3 separate regions of the Anas platyrhynchos genome follow, and all the other regions are linked to region 3. Evidence: chromatin contacts called from public Hi-C data. All regions are on one chromosome and are shown on one strand. The core of a region is the stretch at or near the end of the contact, and the rest is flanking DNA. Distances in the headings are between cores, read along the strand shown. Region 1 overlaps MFSD6 (major facilitator superfamily domain containing 6). Region 2 holds the start of MFSD6 (major facilitator superfamily domain containing 6). Region 3 overlaps GLS (glutaminase).

Region 1 (3,284 bases), core at 44-2,543, 160 kb before region 3:
TCTTGATCAGTTGGACTATGTTCTGATGAACTGCAGGGTGGTCTTTTTGCTTTTTTTTTTTTGTTTGTTCGTTTGTTTGTTTATTTTAATTCAGTATGCATCCAAACCCCAAGTTTGATGCTATTAGATGTTTTGCTGGGTGAGTCTTAACTATCCTTTAATTCCCAAAGTCTAACAAATGGGATATTTATACTGAAGTAAGTATTTAAAATGAGCTGTACTCTTCCACCCCAAATCTAACTTTCTGTTGGCCTACAAGTGGGGTTTTAATGCCTTGTTTTTAATCCTGTAAAGCTCTAAGTGCCATGGGATTTTCCCTGAGAAGTTTAGGGAGTTATTACCCCAGTCTGATACCTGTTGGTTAGCACTGTTTAACTTAGTATGAAGTTGTTTTGTTTTTTTTTTCCACACAAGTCTTTGGGAAGATTGGCTCCACTTGTAATGTCTGGTCGTCTTGATTAGATTCACTTTTTATCCTTCCTGGTCTTGAAATCCTCTTAACTTGGAGAGCCAACACAAACATGATCAATTCAAGAAACAAAAATGGTAAGAAAGCCAAAAAGGTACTTAACTAAATGCAGAGTATTTGTCGTCTTCTGCCTGCCTGCCTGCCAAAGAGGCTCCTCGCAGTCGTTACAATGCCCATCGCAGCAGCAGCACTGAGGTCGTCGGGACAAATGCTTTTTGTCCCTGTTCCTCAGGTCGCTAGTTGCTCGGAGGTTTGCAGACATGCTGCCGTAGCTCGTGGCAGTGGGTGACGGGTTGAAAGACGCCTCACACGTTTTGGGGGTTGAAATAGGATTTGGGCTTGGTGGAGGGATAGATGCAACCCAGGAGGGCACCTTCCTGTGTCAGGAGAACGAGACCCAAGTGCTCACCTAAACAAGCCTATTTGTGCAGAGCTTGAAGGAAGAATGGTCTTGTGGTTAACACGCACATCCTTTATCTGAAAAGAAACACACACCCGGGCTCGGAGCGCGTGTGATCTCGTGGGGAAAGGCCTGAGGCCGCCAGGCCGGCCGCAAGCTTCCTGCACGGCTTCAAATGGGGCTTCAGCATGGGGTGGTTCTCTTCTTTGTGTGTTGAAGCCTTTTGTGCAGTTATTGTACCACCGGGGGGATGGGATGATGAAAATGCAGAGACTGGGCACTGCTCCACGTGGTGGTCCGGGAGCACGAACCTGTGGGCAGACAGCAGCTTGTGCCTCCGTCAGGTGGAGGCTGCTCCACCTCATCCCTTCCCATCGCTGGCACTTTCTCAGGTCCTGGCGGATGTTTCGCCCCATTTGCCTCTCTTTAGGTGTTCACACCTCTTGCCTGAGTTCAGGGAAGGAGGTTTCAAAAGCATTCCCCCAATTTTCCGGGGTCTTTGCTGGGTGCACACGCAGTCGGCCCAGCAGGCCTGGGCCCGAGCTCCGTGCTCCGTCGTGCCTTGAAGGAGTTAAAGTTCATCTTCATGCCGAAATCCTCCTGTTTATCTTCCCAGCCTGCCCTCCTCTCTGTTGTTTTAAACTTGCTGGTAGCGCTGTCTTCTGTCCTCCTACTGTCTGGTGGATCAGAAAAGGGTTTTGCAAAGAGAAGATGTGGTATTTGAAGCCTGGTTAAAATAGCTGGTATTTGTCTAGTCCTACTTCAGAGTACATTGTTTTGCCATCTGGTTGATTTTGCTGCTCGTTCAGTCCCTGACTGGCTTGTTTTTTGTGTGTTTTTTTTTTGGTCAGGAGAAGGAATGCCACATAGATTAATAAGTTTTCAGTAGATTTTCAGTGACAATACCACTTGGTTGGCTTTCTCATCTCCAGTTGCTTATTTTTAGATTTTAAAAAATCGCTAAATAAAATCACTTTCAAAAAACTGTCTTCCAAACAAACTAGTGATCAAAACATTAAAGAAAGCCATATGGCTCCTACCAGTCTTGGTGCTGTTATATTTCTGAAGAGTATATTCTGTGTTATTAATAATATTCAATGAAACACTCTCAGGGTGGGAAAATATTTACTGAAATTATTATGAAATACACTTTTCCTAGCATTCTTACTCAAGATGTTCTAGTCAGAGTACTAGAAGTGTTGAATTAATCCTTGCACACAACAGGTGAGAGAAAGATGGGTGCTGTGGCCAACAGAGGTCCCAGGGAGGGGAAGAAGGGGCCACGAGGTGAGCAGAGTCACCATTTTTAGTACAGCCACTATCCATGCAACTTCAAAAACTGACGTCCCATTCCAACACAGAAGGGAAGCTGAATTAAAAACAGATGAAATACAGATTGCTGTCAAAGTTCCCGCTATAATTTGTGTGAAATCAGATGGCTCCGAGCTCATACCTAGGGGTATGGAGTACGGCTGTTGTGCTTGGATTAGGACAATTAGAATGAATGAATGCTTGCAACAAGCTGTCTGGATGTCCGAGTGGTTAAAATGTGACTTGGATCTTGTGTCGTGGGGCTGAGGAAATGTATTTTGCAGAAGTAAAGGTCTGTAAAGGTCTGGTACAGCTAGTAAGCAGGTTCCTACAAGCAGGTGAGAGTCTGCTGATTTTGTCAGGACATAGGAACAGCACCCAATCCTCTGCGCCATCCCCTTGAGCTGCACCTCTTCTGGAGTCTTGGTTGTCCAAGCAAGGCAAAGCTTAGAGAAAATAAAAGCGCAGATGATGACAGATCTAATTTATTCCTTAGAAGGACTTGTTTTGTGGATATTGAAGCCAAAATTGAGCAAGCATGTGAGCAGAAAACCCGTAATCCTTCCAACTGTCAGGTGGAAGTGGCTGGCTGCACCAAGAATTACAGGAACTAACGAAATAGCTGCTGGCTTTGGTGGCTTTTGATGGTAGCAGGTAAGAGCAAGAAAATGCATTTTCACATTAGACTGCTCAAACAACTTAATTAAGGCTTTATCCGGTCTTTTGACACTTGAATTTTATTTTTTTTTAATCCAATTGTCTCTGAAGTCTTTTTAGAGCAACTGGAAGAAAAAAAAGCAGTCTGTGTATGTGCTGGCATTGTTTTGATTAACTTCTGACCTTGAATACATGAATGGTCACAGCTCCAAGTTGTTTGTGCAACCTTGCCTGCTTAAGTAAAACCAGAGATCCTTGTAGGTAGTGTCCCACAGAAATGTCATTTCAAAGTGAAAAACAGAAACCTCAGGAGAGTTTGGGATCTTAATGGTGGCATTTTTAGCGCTGTGTAGCGCTGAACTGAGGTTTAGATTGTTTTAATGGGCTGTTGCTTTTACAACTATCCGTGGCTTATTCCGTCGCCTGTTCTGTGTACCTTGGATCAGC
Region 2 (3,183 bases), core at 19-2,518, 170 kb before region 3:
TGTTTAAAACTGACATTCAGAAAATACCTACAACAATTGCAGTAAGAGTTTTGTATGTCCCTAGTGCTAGTTTGATACTGCAACCACAAATGTACATACAACTTCTTATGTAATTTCTAACAGTTGAGTTGGTTGCTAACCTATTTTCACAATTGAATTTCACATTCAAACTCAAAGTTGAATGACATTTAAGGAATATAACGAAACTAACACAGAAATTAACTATAAAATTAGGGAAAGCCAAATAATTGGGCTTTAGTTTATGGTTTAGTAGACACACAACAAAGTGCTCACATACATAGACAATGTTCTGCCTGAATGGCATTCAGAAGCACCACACACACACATTAGAAGTTGCATGTGTTGTCTGTCTCAGGTACGGAGTTAAACGTCCCAAGGGCTTCCACCTCAGTCAAACACGATGTAGTTCTTACCAAATGCTGTAATATTACTTGCAGTCTGTTAAATGGCTTCAGTCTGAAAAAGAAATGTTAAAAACTAAAATTCTAAAACAGCTATACAACCCCCAAATGCACAGCTGAGCAAAGCTTTGTCAGAAAATTTCTAGACTTGATTGCTCTACATTCCACTTTGTCTTAATCAAGTAATATTTTGATATCAAAGCGGTTGGAAGTATCGTTGCATGTTGTTATATATAGATACCAACGTCAACTGCTAATGTTTTCATTGCATTTAAGCAATTGCAAGTTGTCTGGGCGCTAATATGACAAAGTAGGAGTTTGGGGGATGCTTGTCTGGAACTTTTAATACTTGTATTTTGGAAAAAACAAAAAAACAAAAAAAAAAAACCACCACAGTCCTGAGGCTTCCATTACACAAAGCCTGCTCTCGCTGTGTTGCATGTATGCACATTTAAGTAGGGTTTACGAAACAACTCGAGCAAAGTTAATGCTTGTGCTGCCAAGAGGAGATATCTGGCCATACCAAACTGTTTATAAAAGCAGGTTTTGAACCTGTTACTTAATTTAAGTAACAGACTTTTATTGTCGTTGTATTCTCCTGAGGAGAACAATAAAACCAGCATCCCCACACACAGCAGGCGCGCTGGGATGAGGTGATTTTTAAGCTCCCTTCATGATCCCAGTAATTGTGTGATTTTATGCAAAGCGGCATTCTCAGGACTTCACGCCACAGCCACCATCATCACGTTATACCACGGCGGGGAGGAAGCCGCGGGGGCTGAGGGCAGGGCGCGGGGCAGGCACCGAGCCCTGAGGCGACGCCATTTCGGGGGGGGGGGGGGGGGGGAAGCGGCCGCGCGGCCGTTACCTGGGCAGCGGCCGCAGCAGGCGGGCCGCCATGGCGGCTGCCGGCGCCGTCGCTCTCCGTCATGGGCCCCGGTACGGCGGGGCTGGGCGGGGCGGGAGCATGCGCGGCGCCTCAGCCCCGGCACGGGGGTGTTGTAACTCGTGTGGGTGTGGGGCTGGAGCCCCGCTGGGTCCCGCACCCTGTTAGATGCTCAGGGTGTCCGCCAGGCTGCGTGTGGCAGTGTGGTGCTGGCAGCAGCAAGGCTTGGTCCGGTGTTTATGACCTCCATGTTCTGCCCCCCCCTCCCCCCTGTGCCTCACAGGCTCTGTGCTGCCTGCTCGGCCATCGACGTGCCGCTGAGTGACTGAGGAGCTGAGCCCATGTGCCGCCACACCGCCAGGCAGGGCTGCTGTAAAGGGAGGAGGACCTCAAGGAAGGTAAAGGCAGGGACTGAGGAGGTGGTGTGGCTGCTGCACCAGTGGCAGCCAGACACAGCCCTGAGCTCAAACACAGCCTGCACTCAGAGCAAATACACTCAAATCGCACTCAGGGAAACTGCCTTTTTTCAAATATAAATGCATTAAGACAATATATTGTTCATTAAAACAATTCAATATGTTCTCAATATAAGTTCATTAAGACAATTGAGGATTTACAGGCATCATACTAGTAGCCCATAATACTAAATTACCTTTTTATTCAGTAACTGTTACACTGCTCCATAGACTTTTATTTTTTTTTAAGCTGACACATACCATCGTGAGACATCAAAAAGTATGGTGAACCAAAGTGGTGCGTTAGGTACATTAGTAGAAATGTAGCTTCACTATCTCAATATAGCAAGTTCAGCGCTTGATTTGTATCTGTATTGACAACAAACAAAAGCAAACAAGCAAACTTTGCAGCAAGTTTATTTTGCTGGAACAAAAAATCCACGCCTTCTGTAGCACTTCTGGAGAAGTCCCCAGAGGGCAGCCTTGCTCTTTATTTCTAGAAATGATTCAGCCCCTGCTTGCAGCAGCGTCATCAGTATTGGCATTTCCGTTGTAGTAACTCGGGGCATATTAAATTTAGTTGTAAAAATCTTCATCAGGCTAAATAGACACAAGGCAATACACGAAACGTTTCAGTATTATGTAGCCTCAGTTTTCAGTCTCGTACATTGTGGGGAAAAAATGACTGAGAGAACAGGACAGAAGGTGCTTTTGCAGGCTTTGGGAGCGTGCCTACTGCGAGTTAATTAACTGCAGGATTCATTAGGCCATCCAGACTATATAGACCTTTACTCATAGATCATATGGTTGTGAAAGATGTGGCCTGTTAACGTTATCTTGACTATATAAAACCTTATATACTGTCTTACAGCAAGTTGCATACAATCAAATCTAAACCAACCGAAGCAACACCAAATTACCATGGTGGCCAAATCTGAACCCATATTTATATTTTTTATTTATATTTATACTTGTTAAGAGTGGGATAACTGCATCTCTTATCTAGGCCTAACCAGGTTATGGGGAGTTTGATAAGCAGGTAATGTTTTTGTACTTAGTATCTGATGCCTGAAAGTCTATATATTTCACTAGCAAATATGAACAGCGCCTTTCTATAGAGGAATCCTTTTGTTAGTATCGTTGTGGAAATGAAGAAATCAGTGCATGGAAGCTAATCGCAGGTAAGAGCGAGAGGAGTCTGTGAAACTCCTGGAAATGTCTTAATAAATTCCACCTGCACACGAAGGGGAAGGCTGTGATCAGGACATGATTACACAGGATGGCAGTGTCTAGGAGTCCAGAATAGAAGTCAGTGGTCTGATTCACCTTTTACTTATCCAGATTTTAATCTATTTCATCCTCTCCTGGCTTCAGTGTAAATAATGGTGTAGAGCCTTTCTTTGTTCTCTCCCAGCTGTAT
Region 3 (3,222 bases), core at 266-2,765:
AAGACTTGAAGGTTTGGCCTTTGCAGAGTTTTTGGGAAACTGTGCATTCAGAGAACCTTTTCCTGCAACATCTTGGACGTCTTTTTTGAAGTCTGGGCTGTGGCGGTGTCCCTAAATCCCATGAAGGGAACTGGAGGAAGGCCGGGGGGCTGTTTGGTTACCCCTGTCTGTTTTACCTGCACCATTTCAGACTGTGTTGGGTTTGACAGGATTCCTCGGCCCCCTGGAAAAACCCTGCAGCCAGCAGCAACGTTTCTCAGCCTGTAAAATCCGTCGTGTTTCCAAATAAATCACTGGGCACGGGGGGGTGCTCTCAGGAAGCAGGACACGATAGGAAATGAAAACCCAGATTCAGTGACCTTCTTTACTTCAGAGCTCGTGGAATTAATCCAGCTTCGAGCTAAATTATTATTATTTTTTTTTCTGAAGGATTTGCTGTCTTCGCACAGCTGCTGTGCTGCCGGAGTCAGTGCTGGGAAGCATCCAGGAGGCAGCAGCACCTGTATCTTGTTTGGCTCATGGTTTGGGGGTGTTTTCTTTTTTTTTCCTCCCCCCTTATCTGTGTTTATCTACGCCCTGTAGCAGCGGTGTAGCTTCCTGCCTCTCTGGACGCTTCCTTCCTTTAGCTTCACATCAGTTCATGTGCTACCTTACGAAACTTGTTCACTTTTGGGCCTGAACTGTGCTGCTGCTGAGTAGGGTGAGGTTGCAGAGCCTGGGCTTGCTTTGCTGCTGGCAAACCCAGTCCAATTCTTCAATTAAAATCATTGGTCTCCCTTGAAATGGGGGCAGGTAACCCAATGGGAAGGAGGATGGCTACGATGTGCCCGCTTTTTTCTTGCTTGAGTTCGTTTCTGGCCAGTTTGGGTAGTTTTTCTGCCACAACTGTCCTCCTGCTAAACTTATTTCTCCCCTGCTTTTGTATCCCCTTACCTTCGCTGTTGTACTGAGAGCGGTCACGTTGCCTCTCAAACTTCCTTTCCTTGAACTAAAGTTTAGATTTTTCTGCACTTTTTTTTTAGGGAGGAGCGTGTGCTGTTTTATGCTACGTTTTAATGGACACTTGCATTTCCAGGGACGCAAAGCAGCCCAGCCAAAAGTACAGCTCCTTCAGGACAGAAGGCCCTTTGCTTTTGCTCAAGCCAGAAAGCCGAGGGGCTCTCAGCACCTGCAGGAGCTGCCTCTGGCTCGGGCACGAAGCGCAGGCACCAGGAGCCTGTGTAATCTGATCTATAATTGTTCCACCTTTGCCTACAAACCTCGCTTGTCTTGTCATGATTTCATGTGACAGAATTGCTTAAAATGTCTCGTCGAGGAAAGCGTCTGTATTAGATGTATGCAAGCAAAATCTGTAATACCAAGCAAAAATATTATTTCTCTTTTGCTAAAACAAACTTCTCTTAACATTGAGCGTCTGTAAAACAAACAAACAAAGCAAGCAACTTACTCTGCCCTGCCAGAAGGAGCGTGTGTGACGAGGTGTTTATGGTTTGTGCATCGCACAGAGCGATGCTGTCTCCGTCAGTATCAGGCAGTGTGAGAGAAGAGCGCTGCTTGTCCTACAACAAGGGCCATGTTTGTTGCCACAGAACAGGCACGCACGCATTGTATTTCATTTACTTTCCCCTTGACTTCAACATTGGACGGAGACAAAGGAGTACGGGTGGCAAAGCCAACTGGAATGAATTCTCGCAGTGCTTCTCCGCTGCCTGCTTCTCTGGCCAAAATTCGCAGGACAAAACAAACCCGTTCATAAGCACCATGCTGGCCTTTCTTGGGGTCTCCATCGGTTTTCTTTTTGAGGCAAGAAGCTGAATAAACTGGGCATCATCTCTCTTTGTAGGTGAAGTCTGTGATAAACCTGCTGTTTGCTGCCTACACGGGGGATGTGTCTGCACTCCGGAGGTAAAAACCAGCGGGGGGTTGAGGGCAGGAAAGCTGCTTGTTGGTGTCTGCCCTTGTTGTTTGCTTACGAGCCTACACTGTGCTCCTAAAATGCCTCCATGGCATTTTAATGGTTACATTTCGCCTGACTCCTTGTTTGGTTGAAGGTGTTTGAAAGAAAAGGTTTGAGAAATCGGAGCTAGGCTCAGAGAGAGAGGTTTAACAGTGTGTTTAAGAAAATAACCAACCAGTCATCAAAAAGGTACCCTCCTGCTATACTGCAGTCCCATTGTTTCCCATTTCTTGGGATCGTACTGAAATACGTTTCCTTAAATAGTCTGACAGAGGGTAGGAGAGCTTTGCTGGCTAAATCTTGAACAGAGCTTGGCAGTGTTTAAGGGAGTAACTGTAAGACTAAATAAACATGAATGCAGCGAGGATATATCCAAGTATCCTTGGTGGGTGGGTGGATGCGCACGGCTTAGCTCTGTCCCCGAGCGATGCGGTGTGATGAAAGAGCTCTCCTAATACCTTAATGCTGCTCGGGATTTACAAACCTGGGACTCCTTCCTGGGTTTCCCCAGCTGGCAGGGGTTTCCTGTGCGTTACACGACTTACCTTGCCCGTGTTTGGCTTTAGATCAGATAAATTGAGAGTAAAGGTGCTTTAACTTTTTTTTTGTTTATGACAGCTAGACGCTAGGAAGAAAGTTAAGCCCCTACTTTATTTTTAAAGCCAAAGCAATTAGGGCCCCTGTCCTTACTTTGTTGCCATCTACGTGTATATCCTCTTACAGGAGATGTTTCACTGCTTTAGCACTGATATTGTTCAATGCGATCTTTGTAACTCATTTTAATTATGTACAACTTCTTTCCATAATTCTTTTTTTTTTAGATTTGCTCTGTCAGGGATGGATATGGAGCAGAGGGACTACGACTCCCGAACAGCGTTACACGTGGCAGCTGCAGAAGGTACTGTCCCCTCTTGCATATAGCTGCTTCCTCACACCGTGTGTGTACACGAATACACGTAAGGTCGTGCATGCACACACACCAACTCCTGCTTGTCTTACAGGGCACGTGGATGTTGTGAAGTTCCTGCTGGAAGCATGCAAAGTGAACCCTTTCCCCAAAGACAGGTGAGTGGCTTTACAGCCCGTGCGAATTTGGGTGCTCTCTGGCTCCACAACCGCATGCTGATCTGAGATCTGTGTCCCCTCCCCTAGATGGAACAACACTCCTATGGATGAAGCTTTACATTTTGGACACCACGATGTATTTAAAATTCTTCAGGAATATCAGGTCCAATACACGCCGTCAGAGGATTCCAACAACGGAA

What was found. A called contact is a pair of places that touch in the nucleus more often than the background predicts.
Region 1: a contact with region 3 is called in a Hi-C map of skeletal muscle, with 2.5 times the contacts expected there. The contact joins two enhancer-like sites. A contact is called at or near these places in 2 of 8 Hi-C or Micro-C datasets (liver and skeletal muscle).
Region 2: a contact with region 3 is called in a Hi-C map of skeletal muscle, with 2.6 times the contacts expected there. The contact joins the promoter of MFSD6 here to the enhancer-like site in region 3. A contact is called at or near these places in 2 of 8 Hi-C or Micro-C datasets (skeletal muscle and subcutaneous adipose tissue).

What each region holds. Positions count from the first base shown.
Region 1 is chr7:36,097,563-36,100,846 of IASCAAS_PekinDuck_T2T, forward strand. The region is part of intron 2 of MFSD6 (major facilitator superfamily domain containing 6); the gene reads left to right. Among named protein-coding and RNA genes, the nearest start is that of HIBCH, 18 kb to the left of the region's middle. Within about 2 kb of position 1,294, at least 1 of the 8 cell types and tissues checked has an H3K27ac peak or open chromatin away from gene starts, as enhancers often do.
Region 2 is chr7:36,079,540-36,082,722 of IASCAAS_PekinDuck_T2T, forward strand. It overlaps MFSD6 (major facilitator superfamily domain containing 6), which reads left to right and starts at 1,269. Exons shown (of 8, transcript XM_072040503.1): 1 at 1,269-1,361; 2 at 1,592-1,706. HIBCH (3-hydroxyisobutyryl-CoA hydrolase) reads right to left here and starts at 1,444. Exons shown (of 14, transcript XM_038182046.2): 1 at 1,291-1,444; 2 at 435-477. The coding sequence starts at 1,322.
Region 3 is chr7:36,253,711-36,256,932 of IASCAAS_PekinDuck_T2T, forward strand. GLS (glutaminase) reads left to right here. Exons shown (of 18, transcript XM_038181800.2): 15 at 1,844-1,905; 16 at 2,779-2,855; 17 at 2,959-3,022; 18 at 3,110-3,222. Among named protein-coding and RNA genes, the nearest start is that of STAT1, 27 kb to the right of the region's middle. Within about 2 kb of position 1,516, at least 2 of the 8 cell types and tissues checked have an H3K27ac peak or open chromatin away from gene starts, as enhancers often do.